Regions from separate parts of the Mus musculus genome. Here region 2 is linked to region 1. Evidence: chromatin contacts called from public promoter capture Hi-C data. All regions are on one chromosome and are shown on one strand. The core of a region is the stretch at or near the end of the contact, and the rest is flanking DNA. Distances in the headings are between cores, read along the strand shown. Region 1 overlaps Slc12a6 (solute carrier family 12, member 6). Region 2 holds the start of Chrm5 (cholinergic receptor, muscarinic 5).

Region 1 (7,073 bases), core at 2,438-4,937:
GCCTGCCTTTCCAGCCTTGGAAAGAAAAGAGCTCCAGAGTATGCTGGCTAGCAAGCCTAACCGCCTTGGTGAGTTCTGGGTTTTGCCTAAGCAACCTTGGTATCTTAGAACTTAACATGCATGTCCACACACATGCAAAGCACAAACATGCATATATACCACACATACGTAGAACAGGAAAAAGAACAAGGACTATAAATCTGAATGTGTTTGCCTACAGTCTTTGCATCTTAAAACACTGTGGACTTGACATGTGACACTCCCGGACTTAAACATTTGCCGGTTCTATTTCTACACTGCTTAACCACTGATTTGTTAGGATAGCTCACTCCCAGGATTTCTTGCTTGGTATCCCAACCCTTATGTACTGTCTGCTACTTTGGCCCCACAAGAGACATACCAGATTGAAGATTGAATGCTATAAAGATAAAAGCTCTATAAAAATACACTTGTAAGTAGGTGTGGTAGCGCATGCCTGCAGTCTGAGTACTTGGAAGGCTGAGGTAAAAGCATATAGTGAGACCCTGTCTCAAAAATTAAAAGCCCCCAATGTCCTCATTTGATTTTAAATATTGCTTATTACTTTTATATTCTATACTCAATATTTAGTTGGTAGTAAGGAATATATTATGTATAATTTAGCATATGATACTTTTTTTTAAAAAGATTTATTTATTTTTATACAAGTATACTGTAGCTGTCTGTCTTCAGACACATTAGAAGAGAGTATCAGATGGTTGAGAGCCACCATGTGGTTGCTGAGAATTGAACTCATGGCCTCTGGAACCGCTGAGCCACCTCTCTATCACCATGATACAACTTTCTAAAACTTATGCAGTATATCCAAGTTCACCATGAAATTGAAGATTTGAAAGAGTTTCAGATTTCAGTCCAAATTTGGACATGCAGAGAAAGGTTATCAGGTGGTAACCTCTAAAGAAACTAGTATCTTTTGGTTTTGGCATATTGAAAGAGGAAGATATTTTACATACAAAATGTTATCAGCATTATAGTAATAATAGCAGTTGCCATTGCTAGGCAGTGCTAGGTGAGTAGCTGAGGCAGGGTTAACCCAGGCATCTAACAGTGTTGACTTCTTGCCCACAGCAACCACTGGACCATGGTGGATCAGAAAAGTGAGGTGCCAGGAAATCTGGGTTACATCAGTGTACAGACTCAGGTGGAGAATCTGTGCATAGCACAGCCTTTCCTCCCCGGCACTGCAGTCCTGTACTTTTTAAACATGCTTTAAAATTTTTATTTAATATAAATTAAAATAGAATTACATCATTTCCCCTTTCCCTTTTCTCCAAACCTTTCCGTGTCCCTTTTCTCCATTCTTACATATGTGTGTGTGTTTTATATATAGATATACATACACTTGTAATGATAATAAACACTTTAAAAAACTCTTATACTACTAGGCATCTGTATTCTCTTAATTACTAATCCTGAGGCTTTCTTTCTTTTGTAAATATGAATTCCTCAGAATTTGATGAAAATTTATTCCTTGTCAAACTTTGTGTGTGCTGTATTGCTCTTTTATTTGGTATGGACTATTTCCAAGTATACTGTATTTTTCTAAAGTGTGCCAAAAATTGAGACAGCTGAAGAAGCAGGAAGCTTGGCTTAATCAGACTGTCCCAGAGTATCTCTCTACCTGTCATATATATAGGAAGGCGCATCCTTACCTGTGAGATGGATACTTCAAGACTAAGGGTTAGTGCTAGGATGTAGACAATGTAAAATAATTAACTTTTAGAATTACTTTAAAATGTTAGAAGCTGGGTATGTTGGCTGGTGCTGCAATATCTAGCAGGGGGATCATTAGAACAAGTTCAGGGCCAGCCTGAGCTACAGAGTGACACCTGTTTAAAAAAAGAAAAAAAAAAAAAGCAAGAGAAACCTACATGTAGTGCCGAAATTATACTAGGTGTTTTTTACTTAAGTAAAATAACAATAAAAAAATCCCATTTAAAGGAAAATTTTCATATAGGTGTAACATATACATGGTAGAAATTGCATATGGCACATAAACACATAGATAAAATTATTTTAATCCAGTAAGCCCTGTATATAAGGTGGGTTGGGTTCCCTTATTTACTTCCTGTGTTCTTCTTACTGCAGCGGAACATCTTGTGGAAAAAGATCCTAATATTAGTGTTAGAAATGTCAGCTCTGGAGCAAGAGCCTAAGAAGCCATCATTGTCTTTCTCCCAACTCCTTGCTTATACTCCGGATAGCTTTTTATCTGAACTTCTGTTTTCATTTTCTGCATACCATAAAAAATTACACACAACCACATTGAACTCCTCCATTTACTCCAGGTCTGGTCCGTCTCCATTTCCTGTGGGCTGGCATGACTGATTGTCCCTGGCTTTGATTACTCCGTTTATCAATATCTGTCAGTACTCAGACATACCAACTCTATGTCTCAACTTGCAGTTGCTTGTGGTTTAACCTATGCACTTCATTTGATTGATTGACATGCAGAGGACTAGTTTCAAACTTGTGGTCCTTCTGCTTAGGCCTCCAGGTACTGGGACTATAGGAACGCACCACTGTATTTGACCTTATTTCTTCAGTTATATTATGAATTGCAGAAAGATGAGTGATAGTCTTAATATTTTTAGAAAAGTAGTTTCTATTGCAGGAAATTTCAAACTGCAAAAACAGTGACTTTCCTGCCAGTATCTCTTCTCTCTTGCTGTTTTTGTTTTGTTTTGTTTTGTTTTAGATCTTTGTATTTAGAAATATCAACCTTTTAAAACAAAATGTTGGAACTATTTTCCTCAATCATTATTTTTTTTAATGTTTCATTGAGGTATAGGTAACATAAAATTCACTACATAAATGTACCATTTAATGAGTTTGCACACATGCATATACTTGTAAAACAGTTACCATAATCAAGATAATGAACATTTTCAGTTCCCACAAAAATTTCCTGTGCTCTTTATAATGTACTTTAGCTAATTCCCAGGTTTGCAAACAACAGCTAGGTTTTTTCTGTCACTATTCTCTTATTTGCATTTATGAGAGTTTTATGTGAATAGAATGATAGAGTATTATTGTCTTCTTTTATACAGCATAATTATATTGATATTTATCCATTCTATTTTTATTTTATTTTATTGTTTGGTTTTTCGAGACAGGGTTTCTCTGTATAGCCCTGACTGTCCTGGAACTCACTTTGTAGACCAGACTGGCCTCTGTCTCCCAAGTGCTGGTATTAAAGGCATGTGCCACCACGCCCGGCATATTTATCCATTCTTGTCAGTATCCTTTGCTTCTAATTCTCCTTAACATATCTTTATTTCTTGAAATTTTTTTTGAACTTAGCATTCAAGGGAGTAGTTGAAAACAAGACAGTTTATAAATATGTAGACTTCACAGAGACATTTATGTGTACTTTAGAAGGATATATTGGTACCAGTCAGTAGACCCAATAACTTAAAAGGCTGAGGCAGAAGGATCATTGAACCCAGGAGTTAGAAGCCAACTTGGGCAACATAATCAAAACAAAGAAACAAACAAACATACATACATACATACTACACTGTTTTGTGATTACTGTCCCTATCCTGTTATTCCTCTCCCATCTCTGACACCCTTTCTCATCTATCCCAGTCCCTTTCCCAGGTCCTTGAATTTTGATTTGATTTTGTGTCTCACTAAATTTAGCAAGAGCCATCTGTGCGAGCATTACCTTGGAACTATTCCTTAGAGCCTGGTGGAATCACCAATGGATACACAACTGAAGGCAATGACTCCCCTTTTCCCTGTGTCTATCATTAACAAATAGTTTATCAGTGGGGGGTGTGGTCCCCTAAGCCCTTCCTCCATCCATACCTGTTAACAGACCCATCCTTTTGCAGACACGGTGTAGGCATCCATAGCTATTTTGAGGTTGTGGTATCTATCTGTTTCCCAGAAGATGGCATGTTGTAGTCCCTTTTCTCTGTCTTCCAGCTCTTAAATTCTACTCCTACTTCTGTGAAGCTCTCAGAGCCTCGCAGGGAATGGTATAAAAGTCTTGGTTAGTGCTGAACAGTCATCCACTACTTATTCTCAGGGACTTTGATGCTTTGTCAGTCTAACTCGTAAACAATTTGCAGTTCCTCTCTCGGGCTCACGATCTCTACTCTTTGGGGTTCTTGACAGGCTGTATAATACCAGACAGAATTCCCTCCTGTGTCACAGGCCACCATATCAGTCAGAGAGCACTTGGTTAACCCCTCACAGTAATGTCACTCTTGTACAAGTGAGCATATCTTGCTTTACAGGTTGGCCTTGTAGTTCACAGTTTACAGGTGGTGAGACTGCCTTAGGGTTTCCACTGCTGTGAAGGGACACCATGACCAAGGCAACTCTTATAAAGAACGGCGTTTAATTGGGGTTGGCTAACAGGTTCTGAGGTTCAGTTCAATGATCATCAGACAGAAGAAGCATGGCAAGAGGAGCTGAGAGTTCTACATCTTGTTCCAAAGGCAAACAGAAGACTAGCTTCCAGGCAGCCAGGAGAAGGGTCTCAAAGCCCACCCCAAAGTGACACACTTCCTCCAACAAGGTCACAGCTCCTAACACTGCCACTGTCTGGGCCAAGCATATTAAAATCACTGCAGAGACTGTTGGTGTTCTTTCTCTGAATGGCCTGCATAGTGCCTTCTGGGATTATGGAAGCTAGCCAGCAGAGAGAAAGGTCCCAGGTCAGTTCCACCTGGATTTCTCCATTCATGCAACCAAGGTGTATTATCTTCAGCAATAGTGTCTTTTTGTATAGTTCTGCTGGGCAGCCAAAAGGAATGGCAGGAGCTGATCTTGTTTGGGAGTACTCTTGGGGCTCCTATAATTGACAACTCAGTAGGGACACTAGGGTTTTTATTTGATCATTTACAGTTCCTAGGAAAAATATGTTCTAAAATCTGGTTAAAAGATAAGTTTCTTAAATATATTTGTCCAAATTTTAGTGTGTGTAGGATTAGTCTATAAACTGAACCACTTTTACTGAATGTTATATTTCTGAGCATGTTCTAGAAAGATGACAGTTTTCTAGGTTTTAAAAGTTGTTGGAGGGTTGGAGAGATGGCTCAGCAGTTACGAGCACTGACTGTCTTCCAGAGATCCTGAGTTTAATTCCCAGCAACGACATGGTGGCTTAAAACCATCTGTAATGGGAATCCGATGCCATCTTCTGATGTGTCTGAAGACAGCGACAGTGTATACACATAAATGAAATAAATAAATCTTCCTTTTTTAAAGTTGTTGGTTTTGTAGCCCAAGCTGGCCTTGAACTTGAGATCATTCTACCCCAGCCTACTGAGTATGGATATTATAGCTATATGCCATCCCACCTCAAAGGTGGGTATTTGCATATTCCACTGTCTGTCCAATCCTAATTCCAGCTTGTTCCTCTTTCTCTTTAGCAGAAGTACCCTGGATCTAGTGAACTGTTGGGAATGAGCAAGACAATGGACTCTCAAGGCTCTTTCAGGAAAACATGGCTTAGGATTGATTTGTTCCTCAAATGCTGCATGAGAGCCTTTAGTGCCGCAAGATAATATTGAGAATGGAAGATCTAAAAAGAACATGACTTGTAGAGATCCCTGAGATCTTTGTAGGGGATAGGAAGAGCTAGGGCCCTGAGATCTTCCTATCTCTAAGCAGAGAAGAGAGGCTTCTTCCCGGCCCCAACAGAGGCCTGTGAGACAGAAGCAGACACTGAGTTCTCTCCGTTCCTCCTCCTCCTTCCTCCCTCCCACACCCATTAAAATTTAAGTCTCTGTAAAAGAAATGAGTTGGTTCGTGGTTCTGGAAGCTGGAAAGTCCAAGATAAAAGTATCAGTTTAAAGGGAGGGCAATAGAAGAAACAAGTGGACCAAACACCTTGTGATAACAAGCCTGCTCTCACATTAATACCAATCCATCCAGGCAGGCAGTGCCCTCATAGCTTAACACCTGGGCTGAGGCCCATCCTCCCAGTCATGGTGGACCCAGGGTTAAGTTTCTCTCACTTGCCTTTCTTCCAATCTCATTGAAACCATAAATGTTTGAATTGCATCTTATTTTGTAGTAAAGAAGCTAATAATGTTCATAATGTACAAAAAATGGAATAAATCTCTAAGGCATTATGCCAGATGAAACATGAGGGCAGCCTCAAAAGTCATGCATAATGAGATTACAATTCCATTCACTTATTCAGTGTGTGCGTGTGTGATGTATATAGTATGCACTCATGAGTATGTGAATGTTGCAATGTACATGCACATGGAGGCCAGTGGATATCAGGTGTCCATCTCTACTTTCTTCTATTAAGAGAAGGTCTCTTAGGTGGGCGTGGTGGCGCACGCCTTTAATCCCAGCACTCGGGAGGCAGAGGCAAGCACGTTTCTGAGTTTGAGGCCAGCCTGGTCTACAAAGTGAGTTTCAGGACAGCCAGGGCTACACAGAGAAACCCTGTCTTGAAAAACCAAAAAAAAAAAAAAAAAAAAGGCCTCTTACTGAACATAGAACTATGGTTGGAGCCAGCAATCTTTAGCAACCCTCCCAGTCTTTGTTTTCTATAGCACATGGGTTAGTTACAGGACTACATGGCCACCATGATCTTTTTACATGAGTGTTGGGGATTTGAAGTCACATCCTCATAATTGAGCAGCAATCACTCTTACCCCCACTAAGTCATCTCTCTAGCCTCCATTTCCACTTTTTAAACATGGAAATTCAAAGTATGTTTACTAAGCAAACTGTGTTGATACATACATAGTAAAAAATTTTAACTTTACATATGTAATTGTTTCTGGTTTAATCTCTGTATTTGAAACTTTAGAAACGTATTAAGCAATTAAGCTATATTAGATTTATATTTGTGTGTGGGTAGTACAGAGTAAAACTTGTGGGAGTATGTGCAGGTATGTATTGAGGTCAGAGTACAACTTGCAAACATAATCTTTTACCCTATGGGTCCCTGGAATGAAGCTCAGGCCGTTAGGCTTGATGACAGCACTTTACCCACTAAGCGATCTCACTGTCCCAGCAATTATGGTATGAACAAAGGCATGCACCACTCTGCTTTT
Region 2 (7,073 bases), core at 1,338-3,837, 190 kb after region 1:
TTTGGTTTGTCTTGAGAAGAAATTAGAAAGCAACACCCTGAAAACAACATAAATGAACAAGCATTCAACATCCTGGAGAGAATCCTGGGCAGGACTATTATACAACTAGTTTCTCCTGAGAACACAATGTACTTAATAAGTGAATCCAAATGGACACCAGAAATGATACACAATATTTGTTTAGCAAAATAGTTACCCCATTGGTAAGCATGAAAATAACTATGTGTGATAATGTATCATCATTATTAGCAGAATAAAGGCCCCTCTAGGAGACCAAGTGTACAAGTAAGCCAATGTTAGCATCCTTCTTGACTCAAGATACTGAGAGAATGATGGTTTGGGGAATCACCATGGTTTCAATGGGTGCAGGAGTTGTCATAGTTACGAAAGGAAGAGGAAGAGCATTCTTTCTGTGTATGATCAGAAAAACATGCCACAGTACAATGCACATGATCGCTGTGTAATAAATGTGGATTGCATTACAAAGAGTGATATTCTTAGAAGCCAGGTGAATAACACTTTTATCTGGAGGTGCAACTGGCTTACACGCTCCTGATTCTTGCTGATATAAGAAAACTTCATATGGCCACATACATGTTACACAACACTCTATGACAGAATGTAGCAGGGGAAGATTTCCACCTGGTCCCTGCTGTTCTTCACAGATCAATTCCTGAAGTTATTGTCCATGGTGACTCAAGTGTACTTCCAGAGAAGGGCCCTGAGTCTGTCTCTCTGATTCACTGGCAAATTCTAGAGGCATTGGGTGGCCTTGGTAATGGACAAGACTCACCTCACAGGCAGGTGCATGTGTGACTCTTTGTTTGACAACAGACCTTGCACCTTGACAAGCCTTCAGGGACTCAGAATGGCAGATGACATTCCTTTAACAAGCAAACCAGACTGTGATCATTGTTCTTTCCAGAGGAGTTGCTAAGGATTCAGGGTAGCTTGCTGTTGCCTTGCCAATACAATTTCTCTTCTACTTTTTTCTTTTTCCACCGGCAGAGAAGCAGCAGCTTAAAGGTCTTCCTGAAGGTTCTGTTGCAGAGAGCGTAACAGATGGGGTTGATGGTGCTGTTGACATAGCACAGCCAGTAACCCAAGTGCCACAGGGTGACAGGGACACACTTGTCACAGAAGGTGGAAACCAGGACCATGATGTTATAAGGAGTCCATGTGATGATGAAGGCCAGGAGAATGGCGCTCAAGGTCTGCGCCGCTTTCCTCTCTTTGACTAGGACCATTCTCTTTCGTTTGGTCATTTGATGGCTGAGGTGGGGATCCAGGCCTTTTGTTGAAGGGTCTTTGGACACTGGGAAGGAACAGGGCATGATTTTCACCTTACGACAGCCATTGTTTGTCTCCTGGGTCCCGTCAGCTTTTACCACCAATCGGAACTTATAGGCAACACACTTCTGACTCTTGAGTCTGTGAGCAGCACCTGGAGACAGGAAGTACTTGGGAGTGTCATAGTCATTGTTTTCAGTCCGAGGGCTCACAAACGTTTCCTTGGTCTCTTGGGTATTGAATTCCTTCCCCGGGCTTTCCTTGGCCTCATTCTTGCAGACCACTTGAAAGACAGGGTCAGTGGTGGCCTTGGCTTCGTCCTCTGAAGAGGGGCAGCTGCTACAGTTGGTAACCTGCTCAGCCTTTTCCCAGTCAGCACTTAGATCAGTGGCCTGGGTTGGCTTTCCCGTTGTTGAGGTGCTTCTACGGGAGGATGACCAGGAGGCCTGGTTCCGTACTCTCTGGGCCAGGCTGGGTCTAGGGCAGCTAAAGAAAGATCTGAGCAGGGTCCTGTGAGCCGGTTTTCTCTTCTTGACTTCTGCCACAGAATCGGAACCTTGGAGGTCAGCCAGGTCCTTGGTTCGTTTCTCTGTTTCCCGGTAGATCCGGCAGTAGAGTATGGTCATGACGGAGACAGGGATATAGAAAGCGGCAATGGCGGTCCCAAAAGTGATGGTGGGCTCAGAGAGGAACTGGATCTGGCACTCATCAGGTGGTACTGTCCGCTTCCCGACCAAGTACTGCCAGCAGAGGATGGCTGGCGCCCAGAGGATGAAGGAGACCAGCCATGCCAAGCCGATCATGATGCCAGCCCTCTTTGGGGTACGCTTGGCTCGGTATGTCAGTGGTCTTGTGATGGAAAAGTAACGATCAAAGCTAATCACCAGAAGGTTCATGACAGAAGCGTTGCTGGCTACATAGTCGAGTGCAAGCCAAAGGTCACAGGCCAGACTCCCGAGAACCCAGCGTCCCATGAGGATGTAGGTCGTGTAGAGGTTCATGGAGAAGATGCCAATGATGAGGTCTGCACAGGCCAAGCTGAGCAGGTAATAGTTGTTAACTGTCTTGAGCTGACTGTTGACTTTGAAGGAGATCATGACCAAGACATTGCCGACAATGGTCATCAGACTGACCACAGCGGTCACAGCTGCAATAGTAATGACTTCCCACAGTCCATGGCGTTCCAAAGCCTGGTGATTTACTGGGGTGCCGTTGACAGTGGTTTCATTGTGATAAGACTCCCCTTCCATCCTGGCTCAAGAAATTACACTCAGATTTGGTCCAAGGTTTGGCGCTACTCTCTGTTTGGAGCTACCTCCCCTCTTCTTGGCCAGTATCTGGAAGAAACACAAACAGGTCAGTTCCGCTCATCACACACACTTCTGCATAGTTTTCTTTTTCATTTAGGGTTCATCATTGCTAACAAAATTATGAAGTGCACGTAGAACAAGATGCTGAATTGTTGAACCTTTTTCCCCACTGAAGAAATTAATTATCAAAACTATTCATAGTGTTGAAATACTTAAGGTAAGTATAAGGTAGAAGGCAAAATACATTTTGGATAACATTCTAGAAATATATCTGTACACATCATTGCATTGGATAACAGTATAGTAATATATGTATATAATTTTTATCATTGCAAAATTCTTCTGCCTAATGAATTTTGGACTTTGACTATAAAAATTCAATTACATGTTTTTCAATGAAAAATTCTGACATTTTTACACACATAACAAATGAATTTTGTCTTCCTGTCTCATTGCCCTCTCTCATTCCCTGCTTCTCCCACTGAAACCATTCTTCATCCATAGAAATTGCTAGGCCATCAGTAGTAACATTTTTATCAGGGCTATTCTTTTAAAAATGTATTAGTTCTTCGAGAATTCCATATGTTGTATTTTGATCATATTCACTCCCCCAACCCCTTCTAGACCCACCCCTCCTTACCCACCCACCCACCCACCCAACTTTGTGTCTTTTACTTTTTTGTTTGTTTGGTTTTTTTTTTGTTTGTTTGTTTGTTTGTTTTTCGAGACAGGGTTTCTCTGTATATCCCTGGCTGTCCTGTAACTCACTTTGTAGAACAGGCTTGGCCTTGAACTCAGAAATCTGCCTCCCTCTGCCTCCCAAGTGCTGGGATTAAAGGCGTGTGCGACCACCAGCCCTTTTTTAACTGTATAATCCTTTTGCTTTTTCAAACAGCCCTCAATGCCTGAGCATCTTTCATATGTGTGAAACTGCTGCCCTCTTGTGGCAATTTTATAAAAGGGGGGGGGGTTGAGAAGGTAAGGGAGAAAGAAAAGAAAAAATAGAATTGCTTAAAAGGAAGGGAGGGGGAGGTTGGAGGGAGAAGGAGGAGTGGAGGGCAGGAATGGGGGTTGGGTGGGGGATAAAAGTGGAGTTGGGGGAGGGGGAAGGTGAGTGTGAGTGTGACAGACTTGAATTTGGGACACATAAACTGGACATGAACACCAGATGTAGCAACCAGAAGCAGTAGGTTTAAAACACAAGTGCTCACAGTGGGTTAAATATCAGGAAGAACTCCAGAACTCCTGTCGAAGGAATGTGTGAAGAAACAAAGTTTTAGGCAGCTCTTATTAAGTGACCTGTATTTCACTTCTTTTGACTGATAAAGAAGAAGTGCAGTCCAAGGTTCATTTCATTGAAGAGATGACTTCTCATTGTGTCTGAAGCGATAATGTTAGGAGCAGGATTTCAACTGACTGGCTTTAAAAATGGTGCTTATTAGTGTGCTAAGTGCCTTGGAGCATAAAAGAGATGTGCCAGCACATGAATTGAGAGGCTTAATATTACTCGGCTTTATCAACCATCCAGGAAGAAAGTTGGGCCTTCAGGGACAGAAAGGCCTATTCCTGAGGATATTAAATGGCTGCACTGTCGCTGAGGACAGGAAAGCCGGTGAGACAGTTTAAATTCGAGGACTAGACAGGGAGTCACTGGATGTGTGTGTGTGTGTGTGTGTGTGTGTGTGTGTGTGTGTGTGTGTGTGTTTGTGAGAGAGAGAGAGAGAGAGAGAGAGAGGGAGGGAGGGAGGGAGAGAGAGAGAGAGAGGGAGAGAGAGAGGGAGAGAGAAAGGGAGGGAGAGAGAGAGAGAGAGAGAGAGAGAGAGAGGAAGAGAGAGAGAGAGTGTTTTCCTCCCAGTTCTGGGGTGAGGGTGGGGCTCCTTTTCCTTCTGTCTTATGCAGTATTCTCAGACTTCTGGAAACTTACTATTTTTCTATGTGTGCCATGTCATAAAAAGCCTTGGAAATACTGCTGTAGATAGATTTATGGGAAAGTCACAAAGTCCAGAATTCCTTGGCAGCAAACTCTTTCCAAAAGAAGTAAAAGCAAAGATTCTATATTCATCTTTGCACTCCTAATGAACACATGTTTTCCTGTAAGCAACAGGAGGAGAATGTCTTGAGGAGACAGCAATCCCCTGCTTCAAGCAAGGCTGACTGATCTAGGAAGATTAGGACTGATGCTTGAGCCTGGGTTTAGTTCCAAGGAGATCAGAATGTATCTTGTTAAATTGTTTGGGGGCTGCGGTGGTCAGAAAGCTGTGTGGACATGGGAAAGAGGACGAGGAGGAGAGTGGTTATGTGTGCATGGATGTCTGTGCACCATGTTTGTGCAGGCATGAAGTGCCCTTTGGAGGCTAGAAGTGGGAGTCGTCTCCTAGGAATGGAGTTACAGACAGTTGTGAGCCACCGTGTGAATGCTAGGAATTGAATCCTGGCCTTCATGCAGAGCTGCGAGTGCTTTTTAAGTGCTGAGCCATCTGTCTAGCCTGGCCTTTTCTTATTTTTAAAGAAAAGTGGAAATAAACCACATTTTCATGCTAATGAGAATGGCACATTAGAAGGTAAAACTGATACATGGGAGAACATGCTAGAGTTTCTGGTCTCCAGATAAGTGAGCTGGCATGGGGCCTAACGTGGCAACAGAAGTAACTGCCTGGGACTGGAACTGAGGTCCAACAATAGTATCCCAAGGGAAGATGGAGTATAAGAGTACGGATCCCAGCTGCTGTGTTTAGTGATGGCAGGGCTGGAAATTATCTTCTGATAATGTCTGTTACAGAAAACCTGGTCAACAGCTTAGAGTGTGGAGGGCAGTAGAAATTTGCAGTGTATATTTTAGGGATGGCTCCATCAATTTTGAGTTCTCTAAGCCTGAACCCTTGAAGCTCTTTAACAAATTCCATTAGAGCCTCATGGGCTTTGATCGTTCTATCACCTCTAGAATAAAACGGGCAGGAACTTGGGGCTTACAGCATAGGTACTGCTAGAATCCCTCTGTGTCCTGTGAGTACCCCTAAGTAGTAGATGCAGATGTTTAAAATACATAACAAGTGGAACGTCAGACCTGGCGATGCAGGCCTAAGAGCTCAGGTACTCTGGAGGCTTAGATAGAAGGATGGACAATTCAAGGCCTGTCTGGACTCCAGAGTTAGGAAAAGGCCAATTTATTGAGATGCTGGTTCAAAAGAAAAAGGAAAAAGAGCAGATTTCTTTCTAAGAAATCCTACCAATGTTTTCCACTCTTCTTTTTCACACTTCTTATACTCTCCAAGTATAAGAAGGCAGCTGAACTATTTTAAAAGTTGGCCTGATTACAGAAAATTCAGAAAGATGTGTTTGTTGTACGAGACTTATATTTGTAGGGGGTCAACGCTTTGTTTTAGAACTGTCACAAACAGCCAGGACGTGGTGGTGCATGACTTTAATTCCAGCACTTGGGACATAGAGTCAGGTGGATCTCTGTGAGTTCAGAGCCAGCCTGGTCTATCTAGTGAGGCTCTCCGCCAGTCAAGGCTACATACTGAGACCCATTTCTTCTTTCTTTCTTTCTTTCTTTCTTTCTTTCTTTCTTTCTTTCTTTCTTTCTTTCTTTCTCTTTCTTTCCGAGACAGGGTTTCTCTGTGTAGCCCTGGCTGTCCTGGAACTCACTTTGTAGACCATGCTGGCCTCGAACTCAGAAATTCACCTGCCTCTGCCTCCCGAGTGCTGGGATTAAAGGCGTGCGCCATTGCCGCCCAGCTCGAGACCCATTTTAATGGACAAAGATAGATAGATTAGATAGATAGATAGATAGATAGATAGATAGATAGATAGATAGATAGATAGATTGACCATCACAATATTTGTTTTCTAAATAGTGAGAAGCTATAAGCTCCATGGTCTTGGACTAGGAATTATGAAGCTCTCTTGTGAGGTTTATATGAAAGCCCAAATGTTGCCTTATCATAGTGATTGTCCAACCTGAATGTTCATCAAAGTTAGCAAATTTACTCAAGCTGATCACTAGGTCTCATCCTGAGAATTCTGGTTGTACCGAGGCTTAGATGTCAACAAGTGACACTATGTTGCAAGCCCACATTTTGGAAATGACTACATACTGAATGGATTCTCTTTTATAAAAGTAAAACTGGGAGGGGTGAAAAGAGTCTAAGAGCCAGAGGTGGGTGTGGTGAGGCTGAAGTGTGACCAAAACAGTGTTCCCTGAGCATGTGAGACCGCTGCACTCATGAACTCAGCAGTGTGGCTGCCTGCCTAGGACCTGTGCAAAACCAGGCCAGTCAGCATTCCAGCCTGGAGATGGGAGGGGCTCAGGAGCTCCTGCTCCTGACTGAGGAGCTGTTGACAGCTGATGGCTTCTAGGGGAGTGTCTTCTAGGGGTTTCTTTAAGGGTATGGCTACTAGTTGGTCAACTCTGCTCCAGGCGACAGTTCCATGAATATGTGGGCAGCATGAATTGCAGCCTGTGGAGCTCTC

What was found. Promoter capture Hi-C pulls out the DNA fragments that hold promoters and counts their contacts.
Region 2: a promoter capture Hi-C map of hippocampal neurons shows a contact between it and region 1, with 3 times the contacts expected there. The contact joins the promoter of Chrm5 here to the enhancer-like site in region 1. A contact is called at or near these places in 6 of 39 promoter capture datasets (cranial neural crest, frontonasal cranial neural crest, hippocampal neurons and 3 more), 1 of 115 datasets of contacts at active chromatin or transcription factors (bone marrow-derived macrophages) and 3 of 9 other capture datasets (adipose tissue, liver and pancreatic islet).

What each region holds. Positions count from the first base shown.
Region 1 is chr2:112,289,339-112,296,411 of GRCm38.p6, forward strand. All of the region lies in intron 1 of Slc12a6 (solute carrier family 12, member 6), which reads left to right. Among named protein-coding and RNA genes, the nearest start is that of Slc12a6, 27 kb to the left of the region's middle. Within about 2 kb of position 3,688, at least 2 of the 459 cell types and tissues checked have an H3K27ac peak or open chromatin away from gene starts, as enhancers often do. A contact at or near this core is called in hippocampal neurons, where this site is marked.
Region 2 is chr2:112,478,230-112,485,302 of GRCm38.p6, forward strand. It overlaps Chrm5 (cholinergic receptor, muscarinic 5), which reads right to left and starts at 2,588. Exons shown (of 1, transcript NM_205783.2): 1 at 843-2,588. The coding sequence starts at 2,540. The coding sequence ends at 942.